Regions from separate parts of the Bos taurus genome. Here region 1 is linked to region 2. Evidence: chromatin contacts called from public Hi-C data. All regions are on one chromosome and are shown on one strand. Each heading gives the region's core, a stretch centred on a gene start, on an enhancer-like site or on the middle of the called end of the contact. The rest is flanking DNA. Distances are from core to core; before and after follow the strand shown.

The links. Hi-C and Micro-C count contacts between places; a contact is called where the count stands out from the background.
Region 1: a Hi-C map of liver shows a contact between it and region 2, with 13 times the contacts expected there. The contact joins the enhancer-like site here to the promoter of ZFAND4 in region 2. A contact is called at or near these places in 2 of 11 Hi-C or Micro-C datasets (liver and skin fibroblasts).

The regions. Positions count from the first base shown.
Region 1 is chr28:44,335,627-44,341,973 of ARS-UCD2.0, reverse strand. It overlaps MARCHF8 (membrane associated ring-CH-type finger 8), which reads right to left. Exons shown (of 7, transcript NM_001076232.1): 7 at 2,797-6,347. The coding sequence ends at 6,123. Among named protein-coding and RNA genes, the nearest start is that of ALOX5, 54 kb to the left of the region's middle. Within about 2 kb of position 3,818, at least 10 of the 102 cell types and tissues checked have an H3K27ac peak or open chromatin away from gene starts, as enhancers often do. A contact at or near this core is called in liver and skin fibroblasts, where this site is marked.
Region 2 is chr28:44,157,158-44,163,546 of ARS-UCD2.0, reverse strand. It overlaps ZFAND4 (zinc finger AN1-type containing 4), which reads right to left and starts at 2,516. Exons shown (of 8, transcript XM_059882726.1): 1 at 2,479-2,516. It overlaps WASHC2A (WASH complex subunit 2A), which reads right to left. Exons shown (of 32, transcript NM_001205767.2): 32 at 5,728-6,066. The coding sequence ends at 5,927.

The DNA of each region.
Region 1 (6,347 bases), core at 2,569-5,068, 180 kb before region 2:
GAAAACCACTAGATCATTCAGGTATGACCTAAATCAAATCCCTTATGATTATACAGTGGAAGTGAGAAATAGATTTAAGGGACTAGATCTGATGAGTGCCTGATGAACTATGGACGGAGGTTCGTGACATTGTACAGGAGACAGGGATCAAGACCATCCCCATGGAAAAGAAATGCAAAAAAGCAAAATGGCTCTCTGGGGAGGCCTTACAAATAGCGGTGAAAAGAAGAGAAGTGAAAAGCAAAGGAGAAAAGGAAAGATATAAACATCTGAATGCAGAGTTCCAAAGAATAGCAAGACGAGATAAGAAAGCCTTCCTCAGCGATCAACGCAAAGAAATAGAGGAAAACAACAGAATGACAAAGACTAAGGATCTCTTCAAGAAAATTAGAGATACCAAGGGAACGTTTCATGCAAAGATGGGCTCGATAAAGGACAGAAATGGTATGGACCTAACAGAGGCAGAAGATATTAAGAAGAGGTGGCAAGAATACACAGACGAACTGTACAAAAAAGAGCTTCACGACCAAGATAAGTACGATGGTGTGATCACCCAGACATCCTGGAATGTGAAGTCAAGTGGGCCTTAGAAAGCATCACTACGAACAAAGCTAGTGGAGGTGATGGAATTCCAGTTGAGCTGTTTCAAATCCTGAAAGACGATGCTGTGAAAGTGCTGCACTCAATATGCCAGCAAATTTGGAAAACTCAGCAGGGGCCACAGGACTGGAAAAGGTCAGTTTTCATTCCAATCCCAAAGAAAGGCAATGCCAAAGCATGCTCAAACTACCGCACAATTGCACTCATCTCACACGCTAGCAAAGTAATGCTCAAAATTCTCCAAGCCAGGCTTCAGCAATACATGAACTGTGAACTTCCAGATGTTCAAGCTGGTTTTAGAAAAGGCAGAGGAACCAGAGATCAAATTGCGAACATCTGCTAGATCATGGAAAAAGCAAGAGAATTCCAGAAAAACATCTATTTCTGCTTTATTGACTATGCCAAACCTTTGACTGTGTGGATCACAATAAACTGTGGAAAATTCTTCAAGAGATGCGAATACCAGACCACCTGACCTGCCTCTTGAGAAATCTGTATGCAGGTCAGGAAGCAACAGTTAGAACTGGACAAGGAACAACAGACTGGTTCCAAATAGGAAAAGGAGTACATCAAGGCTGTATATTATCACCCTGCTTATTTAACTTCTATGCAGAGTACATCATGAGAAACGCTGGGCTGGAAGAAGCACAAGCTGGAATCAAGATTGCCAGGAGAAATATCAATAACCTCAGATATGCAGATGACACCACCCTTTTGGCAGAAAGTGAAGAGGAACTAAAAAGCCTCTTGATGAAAGTGAAAGAGGAGTGTGAAAAAGTTGGCTTCAAGCTCAACATTCAGAAAACTAAGATCATGGCATCTGGTCCCATCACTTCATGGCAAATAGATGGGGAAACTGTGGAAACAGTGTCAGACTTTATTTTGGGGGGCTCCAAAATCACTGCAGATGGTGACTGCAGCCATGAAATTAAAAGACGCTTACTCCTTGGAAGGAAAGTTATGACCAACCTAGACAGCATATTCAAAAGCAGAGACATTCCTTTGCCAACAAAAGTCTGTCTAGTCCAGGCTATGGTTTTTCCAGTGGTCATGGATGTGAGAGTTGGACTGTGAAGAAAGCTGAGTGCCGAAGAACTGATGCTTTTGAACTGTGGTGTTGGAGAAGACTCTTGAGAGTCCCTTGGACTGCAAGGAGATCCAACCAGTTCCATCCTGAAAATCAGCCCTGGGATTTCTTTGGAAGGAATGATGCTAAAACTGAAACTCCAGTACTTTGGCCACCTCATGTGAAGAGCTGACTCATTGGAAAAGACTCTGATGCTGGGAGGGATTGGGGGCAGGAGGAGAAGGGGACGACAGAGGATGAGATGGCTGGATGGCATCACTGACTCGATGGACATGAGTTTGAGTGAACTCCAGGAGTTAGTGATCGACAGGGAAGCCTGGCGTGCTTCGATTCATGGGGTCGCAGAGAGTCAGACACGACTGAGCGACTGAACCGATGACTCACCTGGTGCCATTCTCTGAGTTTTGAGACATTTCCTTTCTTTAATTAGCAGACTGCTAGTAGCTATATAACATCCAGCTAAAGACTAGCAGGGGGGTACTCTTTCTGCCCCCTTCTGATGCCTATGTCAGAAGCTTTCTGTATTTTATACTTTAACATACACAAAATCTCTGAGCGATGAAGCCCCGTCTCTGGCCCTGGATTGAATTCTTCTCCTCCGGAGGCCAAGAATCCTGGCGTCTTTTGTGGTTCAGCAACAACCTTTCACCAGGAGCCAGGAAGTACAGCTAGGCTCAGCTATCACCAGCAATGCTGCCTGCCCTGCCGCACTTCCTCACTCTGCTGGACTGCATCAGTCAATGATTTGACAAAATGAGGCTAGTTAAGCCATGGACCACTTCAATGGTCATGGTGCCATACACACCCTGAACTTGAGTCTGGCTCTCCTCAGTGCGGTGAGTCCAAGTAGAGTCTGGATATTTGGAACACGCACATTTGTGAGAATGACTTCAGCTTTCGCTCCCATGCTCACACACTCTCCAGAACCTACTCCTCCTCCCCACTGACTGCCAGCATCTGGTGGATCCAGCCTCCCTCACAGGGACAGACCGAGGCTGCATGACCTTCTCTGATACGGAAGCCAGAGGAACCCAGAAAGGGGATCAGACCACTGGAGTGCCTGCCAATATTCCCAGCTTCCTGGCAGGAAAACACTTGCGTGGCAAAGCTCCTTTTTAAAGAAATGCTTTATTGCTGCAATTAGACACTCCGTGTATAGTACAAACACCCCCCCACCCATACAGAGAATTATTCAAGCAGTAATACTGAGAAACAGTGACCATACACAAAATGATACAAAACTAGACATTTAGATAACTAGAAAGTTTCCAAGTCGAGGAAAACTTCAAGTGTGAAGTGCCTGTTAGAAACCACACCACGTATGCCAGTGTAAATCTGGTCTTTATTAACAATCAACATCCTACAAACATTGCATCTGAATAGGTGATGAGTTGCACAGTTTCATTACTTTCAAAACAAAGACAGACGCTTTTGTTTCCCTATGTTTCAGTCTTTCCTTGGGCTAGAGACAGAAGCTGCAAACTTCAGATCAGATGCAAGAGAGAAAGTATCTCAAAAGTGTGTTTGCGTCAGGCGAAATCCACGCCATCGTGGACCTTTATCCTGTGTGCCCCAGCCTCCTCCGGCTCCCGGGCCGACCACCGGTCAGGGGGGCAGCTCTACACGAGGCTTTCGGACCTGCCCAGCTGCCCGGGCCTGTATGTCTGTAGCTAGGTTAGGGCACAGCTGCAGGTTTTGAAACTGGACCCATAAGATTGAAAAGAGTGGACCGAAGCAAAAAAAAAAAGCAAGAGACCGTACAGGTCTGGAGGATGAAGCCACCTTTTATAATTTTCAGTGAGATTTTAAACTCGGCCACAAAAGTGCTCCAGTGGAACTACAGTCTGAGGGGAAGCAGAGGCCGAGTCAGAGACGGTTGGCTGGCGACGCCCCAGGCTGCTTCCCTCTCCCCCTCGCCTGGCGTTCAGATTCCAGCCCTCCGGGCCCTGAGACCTGCAAGCTTACCCCGCGTTTCTATGCTTTGTTCAGTCAGGTGCCAAACGATGAAGAAATGGGGAATGATTAACTCTTCAAAGCAACGCCCGGCAGATCCACAGCCCCACTAGGTGGCAGCACAGCGCCGCTTCACCGGCCTCGCACCTCAGGGTCGGTCCCTGCGGGCGGGGGTGGGGATTAGTTGGGGGTCAAAGGTGGTCAACAGACCCTGTGAGGGCAGAAAACGGCAATGGGTAAGCTGTGTGTGTGCCAACCCAGGAAAGAAAAAGAGAACGTGGGGCTGACCATCCACAGGCAGAGGCCTTTAGGAGCTTGGCTGGAGGTGACGGGATGGTGTAAGCGCGCTTCCCGTGAGAGCCTGGGTGGGCCATGGGAGCAACGTAACGGTGCTGGTTATGAAGCCACCTCTGCCACAGGTGGGGCACCAGCCACACTGGCTGGGATGTCCTGGGGCCACCCCCACCTGAGCACACTCTCCTCTCTATCAGAAGTCTCCGTGCTTTTCAGGGACAGCACAGGGAGCTCCACTGTGGGAAGGGGAATGGTGCCCACTCAGAAATCCAGTATTCCCTGACGACTCACCTGCCATCAAGAGGGACAAGGGGCCTTGCCCGGGCAGTTCCTAAAGGGCACCGGCAAGGCAGACCTGGGATGTGGCTCTCCTGAGCAGACTGTCTGTAGCTATTTGGTGTCCCCAGGCTGGGAGGGGGCGTAGGTAATTGCACTTTGGGGCACAGTGAGCACAGGCACGCGCTGGATGTGGCCTGGGAGGCGGAGAGGGCGAGCGGACCTATTTCCAGGGTGAGCTATGGCTGGATAGCACCTGCCAGGCCAGAGGAGCCATGGCAGGGCAAAGCCCTCCCCCGAGGCTTTCAAAACAAACCATTTCACGCTGAAATGCAGAGGAATCGTCTTCTGTTTGCTCCTTACTCTTGACAGGCTGGATCAAACACCTGAGGCTCAGAGGATGGAGGGCAGGACCCGGGGCCTCCACACAAGACATCCAGAGAGCTGCCCGGAGAGTAAGTGCCTGGGCACACTCATCTCACACTGCAGAACTCCCTGGGCTGTTTTTCTGGAGTTGACTCTCTTTTGCCTGGTATGATGAAACTGGTCTTTAAAAACAGAATTTTAAGCAGACCTTTTTAAAGGTACAAAGGCCATTTGATGGTAGTGATTTTGGTTTTATGAAAAAATGGTACAGGAGATAATCCCTAACAACAGAATGGACTGAGAGCAGGGCCAGGGGTTCAGCCCAGTTAAGGCGGCAAATGGGCAGGGCTGTGGCTGGGAGCGGGACGCGGTGGGCCGTGGCAGTCTCTGCTCAGTCCTGGCCCTCAGCCAGAGGCAGCCCATCTGCCTCTCTGCCCCGGGCAGCGGCCCACGGAAGGTGCCAGGAGCACAGGCCCCTGAAAGCACCTTCAGCGCGCGCCCCAGCTGGGCGACACATGCCTGCTTCTTCAGTGTGAAGTCAGCACAAACCGGAGAGCTCTGTCTGTAAAGGAATAGGTTTTAAATACTCCGTTTTGTTCTGATACCTCAACTTCCTTTCATTTGGATCTCATGAACCCTTCTTCTTCAGGACTGACAAAAAAAAAGAAACGTTTAGGGCAGCCCTGTGACATGAAGACTTGTCATAAAACAGGCTTAAAACCACAAGATTACGCTCAAACTGCCTGCCATTTACCATCCATTCATCCCACAAAATGTTACGAAAAATGCCTCCGACCTGTTTGTTCTGCTTTACAAGTCCCTTTTATGGACACAGAGTAGAATCACATTTCTTAGCATATATAAGGCAAAAAGGGCTTCAGATCTATTACAGTGTGAAGGAGACAATCAGGGTCACGAAAGGAAGGTTTCTAAATGAGACGTCCTTTCAAATGTCAATCCTGCGTGACACACATATCACAAAATAAAGATTCTCTTTTTGTAAAGTGCTTTGCTTTGCTTAGTGAATCACTCACCACCACGCACAGAGCACCACGGCCCGTCTGCTTGGGAACTGTGGCAGTGGCAGCCTCCCCGGGCCCTGTTTAGTGGTGGAGAAGCCTCTCCGCAGGGCTGGTCCTCCCCAACAGTTCAGCTAGTGGGCGGGAGGTGGGGCCTGCCGACCAGAAGAGGTGCGGCAGGGCTAGGTGCCGCCTGCTCCCATTCTCCCCTCAGCTCTGGCATCTTGCTCTCTCATCCTGCTCAAGGCTACGAGCCAGAACCCAGCCAGCACCCCATCATGGGGCCACAGGCTCGTCCACCCTCCCTTCCTGTAGACTCGCTGGCAGAAGCAGAACCCAGCCGGGCACAGCTGACATGAGGGTTTTCCAGGAGAGTCACTAAGGAGGGTTTAGAAAAAAGAGAAGCCATTAAAAATAGTCACCTGCCCAGCCTAAGCTATTAAAGGACGTAAGAAAATGCATACAGTGGCAGTAAACAATTTCCCTCAGCTGTTCTCAGCTGTCCAGGAGCTACAGCCTCCGCGCCATCAGACGTGAATGATCTCTGCTCCAGTGTCTTCAGGCTCTGTGCAACAAGAAGAGTTCGTATCGGAATGACAGACTCCACGTCCATCTTTACTTTCAAAGTTGGGCTCTGGTAGTGCAGGTTTTTCAAAAATGTTCCTTTTGCTTGTTTCTGGACAGTTTTGGACATAGATTACTCTGTTATAAGCCTTGAGTCTCCTCCATAACTGTACGTACACTTTGCACTG
Region 2 (6,389 bases), core at 1,267-3,766:
TTCACACTCTGACCTCCATAATACAGTGCACCCATTACAATCAGTTTCATTTTTAAAATGGCTTTTTTGCTACTTAAGGGAAGGATTTACTGCCCCATCACCTAAAACAGTATTTTGTACATATTGGTGCACATTAAAAGGTTGTTGAATGAGAAAGTAAATAAATTTTCACCCTCTCAACTGATTTTTAGAGCAAAACTATAATACAGGGCTTCCCTTGTGGCTCAGCTGGTAAAGAATCCACCTGCAATTCAGGAGACCCTGGTTCGATCCCTGGTTTGGGAAAATCCTCTGGAGAAGAGATAGGCTACCCACTCCAGTATTCTGGCCCATATTTAATATAATGAAGTATATTTAATATAATTAACTAACCAGGGAACCTGAATTGCATTGTGCATATACTGCAAAAGGTCCTGAAGATATGATGAAAGAAAAGCTTTTGCTGGCAGCAAGCTGCTTCAAGTGCTGTTATACTATCAAAATAATGAGTAATAAATATAATAACACAAAGTGAAAGCGAAGTGGCTTAGTCGTGTCCAACTCTTTGCGACCCCATGGACCATAGCCTACCAGGATCCTCCGTCCATGGGATTTTCCAAGCAAGAGTACTGGAGTGGGTTGCCATTTCCTTCTCCAGGGTATCTTCCTGACCCAGGGATTGAACCCGGGTCTCCCGCATCGTAGGCCAACGCTTTACAGTCTGAGCCACCAGGGAAGTCCTAATAACACAAAGTATTGTGCTAATACTACTGCTGGCGATAGTGGTAAAAGACCGTTACTTTCACGTAAAAGCCAAATATATGGCTATATTGCTCAGGCTGTGTTTCTCATTTCCTTAATATCTTCACAGGCCTGTAGAAATAATGAATGTATAAAATGAACCCCTAACCCCTTTTTCCATCTCACTGAAATGACTGTTTTTGGATTCAAAATATGATTTTGGATAGAATGTGGATTCGTAAGAACATACTTACCATGCTATATCAAATAAGAACATACTACAGAATTATCAGTGTCTGTACCCTCAAAGCCAAGAGCACTTTTATCTACACAGTGAGAGATCTAGTAAGAGAGGTCAGGGGTCAGAATATTAAACTGAGCATTAGAAAAATAAAGCCATGGGTGACCAGTGCCTGCCCAAAGAATTCAGAGACAAACATAAAAAGCATTTCTTTCACCACAGTAGACTTCCACAGCAATACCCTGAATATAATAAAACAAGGGGTGGGAGATGGGAGAAGGTAACATAAAGACAAGTTTGGAAGCCCTTCATCTACAGTGAGAATGGATACAGTAATTATGGTCTAAAGAAAAAACAGCGACTTAAGACGAGCATTCCTGGTACTAGGGCACTGCCACAAATCTAGGTCCTAATCATGCAGTAATTTCCAACATCCAAAAAGAAGCAAGATTGGTAATCAAATTCGAAACTGAAATGTATGCCTCTAAGAAATAATTATACCTTTCCTCAGTAGTAGAAATCACTGCATCAGGACACCTTCTGAAAGTTGTGGCTGAATATGCTAGACTGAGCTTACTATGGAACCCTAAGATGCTGGAAAATGAGGGGCAATGAAGAATCAAAAACAGGATGGAACAGGATACAAGGACAGCTTAAAAAAGAAAAAAACATTAGAGGAGGAAGAAAGGACGAATGCAGCGGGGGGGGGAAATTACTTCCAGAATTTTTACCAATAATTTTTAAAAAATGCTTAGCTATTAAGAGTAATGACAGCAAACATTTCTCTCTTGTCCTCTGAAAAAGTTCTTAAAATACAATCACCACAGATGTAAGGGAAATGAAAGACAGGTAACGCAGGACCGTGCTGAATAACTAATTTCAGTAACTCAAAATCAGCTTTATCCTCTCTGTTCTAAAGAGTATTAGTCATATAAAAGCAGTTCTTTTAAACTCTTCTCCCGACATGAAGAGATCCAGCATATTACGCAGCCCTTAAATATACCAACTTTTAATGAACTGTTTTTACTAATGTCTGGAAATATCCGTAAGTTTTAAATATATGCTTCAGAATTACATCCACCACGTCACGCATCTGTACCCTAAGCTCTGAAATCAGTTTTCCAGCGGAATTGGGAAGCTCTTCGGAGCCAAAGCCTTCTCGAGCCTTCAAAGTACAGACATTTGAAGAGGACGGAGTCACCTGCGCAGCCCGTGCTCCTCCAGGATAAACTCCGGCTACGCACACGCACTGGCCCGATCAGGACCGCAGAGGTCAGGCTCCGCGTCAGAATCGGCGACTCGCAGGGAAGCACCCGTCCGGCGGGGCGGGCACCCCGCGTCGCGCCCGCGGGGGAGCGGAAAGTGGAGACAGTCTCCTCCGCCAAAGCAGCCCACCGTGCCGGTCTCGGGGCAGCGGCGGCGGAGGGGGCGCAGCCAAGAGGCCAGCGGCAACAGCGCGGCCCGACTCAGCGGCCCGCGACCCTGGGCGCCCTCCCCATCCGGCCGCTCGCCCTCACCGGCTCTCTTCCACTCGCTCGCCCGCCCGCAGGTCTTTAAGGAGGCGCCGCCCCACGAGCGACGCTGCTGCAGGCACCGACGAGCAACGCTCCGCCGCCGCCGCCGCGACCCCGCCCCTTTGTGACACCGCGTACCAATCGCTCGCCAACGCTCGCGTCGCCCTCCAATCAGTGGGGTCGGGGGCGGGACCTGACCGCCGGATGCCGGCGGTTGCTCGGAAGCCCAGGCTGCCTTCGCGTTCGGTGGTGGTTGTCGGTTAGGAGAAGCCCGGATGTTCTTTATTACTAACAGTGGCCGCCTGACGAGGGCCAAAGCGGGCGGCAGGAGACCAGTCGCACAGCCTTCTGGGAACAACAGGGTTGGCCTGTGGCCGGACGAGGGTGTGGACAGCACCTTTACCAAGACCAACCTAAGGCGCTCTTAGAGGTGCCTGACTTGCTGAAGCCATAGTCCCAGTCGATGGTCTTCCAAGAACCTGTGCACTTCCACTGCGGCCCAGGAGCCATGCCTTGAATGGATGCTTCTCCACGCACTTCACTGTCCCCTAATGTTTCTAGTCCTGCCTACCTTATCTGAAATGTGGGGCCATTGCCATGCCTGGTTGAAAGCAAGGGGGAAAGAAAACACGTTCTGTAGGTCTTACCCATTTTTTCCTCATCCAACCTACCGAGAATTGTGTGGAGTTGAAATTGAGTGGGTACTTCGGGTTGTTAAACTGCAGTGTTGGGTATGCCCAACCGGCCAGCCCCTTCTGTTTTCTAATTGTCAAGCTGTTGAGCTTAGTGTACACCATAACGGACAACACAAGCCTTTCAGCCTGACATGGCCTCCATTGCTGCTTTTTCTCATTTCCCATAGGTGTTCTAAATCCAACCCTTACAGTTTTCCTACTATCCTGGCCTATTGTTTTACTAGTTGGATTAGTTAGTTGACAATAAAAGTAGTCTCCCTCTCACAGAAGCTTTTACTAATCCTTATCTTGTGACTCAGAGGAACCAGTCTAAAATGAACTGCAGTATCTAATCCTTGTCACCCATCCTTTCACATTCTCTGAGAACCTACCCACCAATTTATCTCCACAATTCAGAAAATTGAAAATACACTGAAGTTTATGAGGAGGTACTGGGGCTTTCACACATCTTCAGGCTGTCTCGCCAATGATTCCTTCTTAAATTCTGAGTAGATTGGAGCTCCTTGAGGAACAAGATAAGATTATTATCTTTGTAGACAGCCTATGATGGAGTGAATCTTACTGAATCAAACCTTAGCTTCCAAACCTGCCTGCCTCCCCTCCCAGTCAGGAGAACTGAGAGAACAAGCTAGAGTCAGGTGAATGAGCTGATGTCAATGTATGGCAACCAGCACCACAATATTGTAATTAGCCTCCAATTAAAAAAAAAAAAAAAGCCTTGGGTTCCAACACTGGAAGCCAATTCATTATCATCATCATCTACCAAGTTTCAAGTGCCAGATAATTAATGAAGATCTTTGCATATTCTCTCTCTTAACAATCCTGCAAGGTTGGTACTGAGGCCCCTACATGAATGACAAAGAAGGAAATAACTAAGGTAAAACAAGTTGCCTACACTCAAAACAGTTCTAAGTGGCAGATTTAAATCTAGGCCTCAACACAAAACTCCAAACTTGTTCCACTATGTTACTTTGCTTCCACATTTTGCCTCATCTGTGAAATGAGGGCAATATCTGTATCTGGTAGAGTTATGGAGACTGTATGTGTGTGTGTGCATGCTCAGCCAGGTCCAACTCTTTGCAACCCCATGGACTGTAGCCACCCAGGCTCCTCTGTACCTGGAATTTTCCAAGCAAGAATACTGGAACAGGTTGCTATCTCCTCCTCCAGGGGATCTTCCCAACCCAGGGATCAAACCCACACCTCTCGGGTCTCCTGCACTGGAAGATCAATTCTTTACCACTTGAAAACAGGAATAGTGCCAACCATTGAACCAGTGAGTGTTAAGTTCCCTCTCCCTTTCAAGCATCTCAAAATAGCAATTTGCATATTTTCTAACTTTACTGTCTCTTGAATTCCCTGGAATCAGTCCTAATGGTGGGTCAGTAGATTTTATCATTCCAAAAGAAACACATGTCTAACAAATGCTTACTGAGTGAGGAAGATCCCACATTGGGCTCTGACTCAAGAGCATACAAGTAGCTCTGAATACAAATACCCTAAGGCACAGAAGGAAGATGCATTACATGGGTAGGGAAAAGGAACAGCAAACTAGTATGTACCATCTGGGTCACTCTCTCGGCAGAGCAGGACGAACAGCTGATCTGTGACAGCTATACAAAATCTCCTGAGAATAAACAATTCTCAATTCAACTTTATAAAGTATCCAAGAAAGAAAGAAGTTAGTGGCTTCAGAATGGGTGAAGCCAACTGGGTCTGCTTACAAGATTGCACCACGTTACGGACTGAATACTCGTAAGCGAGAGAGCACCACACAGGAAAAGAGACTAGAAGTATCCGCCATCCACAGGGGACAACAGTTACAGAAAATTCCCATCAATGTGGAGTTCTACGGAACAGTGGTACTCTAGAAGCCGACATTCCCATCCTCAGCATTTCTCCCTACCATTATCTGGGTTCATTCCGCTGCTTTCAAAAAATAATGCAAAGCTCCAAGGAGTGGAGACGGATGCATTATGACAACGTCAGCAAACTGCTTCTGTAAAGGGCCACAAAGGACACACCGTGGACTCAGCCGTCCAGTCTCTGACGCGGCCGTCAGCTCTGGCGTTTACCTACTACGGGTGCAACAGCCATCAGTTCCGTTGCTCAGCTGGGTCTGACTCTTCGTGACCCCATGGACCGCAGCATGCCAGGACTCCCTGTCCATCACCAACTCCCAGAGAAATGAATGGGTATGACTGCCTCCCAGTAAAACTCTATTTTCAGAAATAAATAAATAAACAAACTGTAGAGGACTGTAGTTTGCCAACTCACTGTAGCAGACCTGTAAGGTCTCTTCAAAATTCAGTGGAATGCGAGGAAACCTGCTCTCCTAGCACAAAGACACGTGAAGTGTATAATCTCTCATCCTCTTCTTCTATCTAGTGCCCAGGCTCTAAGTTAGGGCTCCCATTTATTTAGGGAAGACTTCTGGTCATGTCAGGCATTTGCTTCCTCTGGGAGTCTCTACCCACCTATGAAAGGCACAAACAGGTTTCTTCTCTAATAGACCCTAAACCCATGGCCCCACCAAGGCTAATCAAAATATGGTTTTAAAAAATAGTAACACTGTGAAACATTTATTTTTGTTTGCAGAATTAAGCATGATTTTAAAACCAGTACAGAAAAATATTAAGTATGCTGGGCAAGAGGTGAGCAAGTTGTTTCAGTATTTGTTTTCTATAATTCAGTTAAGGAGCACAGAAGAAAGCATCATTAACTCAAGGATGTAGCTGAAAGATACCCTGTACACTCTACTGGCCTCCAAAGGCATTCAAGGGATCATCAAATATGTTGGAAACCTTCTGTCCAGATCTCGATTCAGTCACTTTCTGTGAAGATCGACTTTTTGATTTGGTTGTCTTAGTCTGGATACCAGAGGAGAAGATATCATCTTTAAAAATGGGGAAAAAAAAAGAAAGAAAGAGTCACAGAATAGACAAGAAAATGTGTGCTTTTAAGACGTATCTACACAAACCAGCAAAGACTCAAGTCTGATAATAGCACAGGATACCTAAAACCACTAAGAGGAGGTTAAGCCTCTAAGACTCCAGTCGGTCCTGACTCTGCTACTAACCAAGTTTTCTGATCACATACAAGTTATAGTTTCTGTCTGAGTATAATTTTCTCAGCTACAAAGCCGTGTGTGCACATGCAGGAGAGGAAACGCAGGAGGATAAGTTAATCTCCAGTCCAGCCCATGACTTTACCATCTGT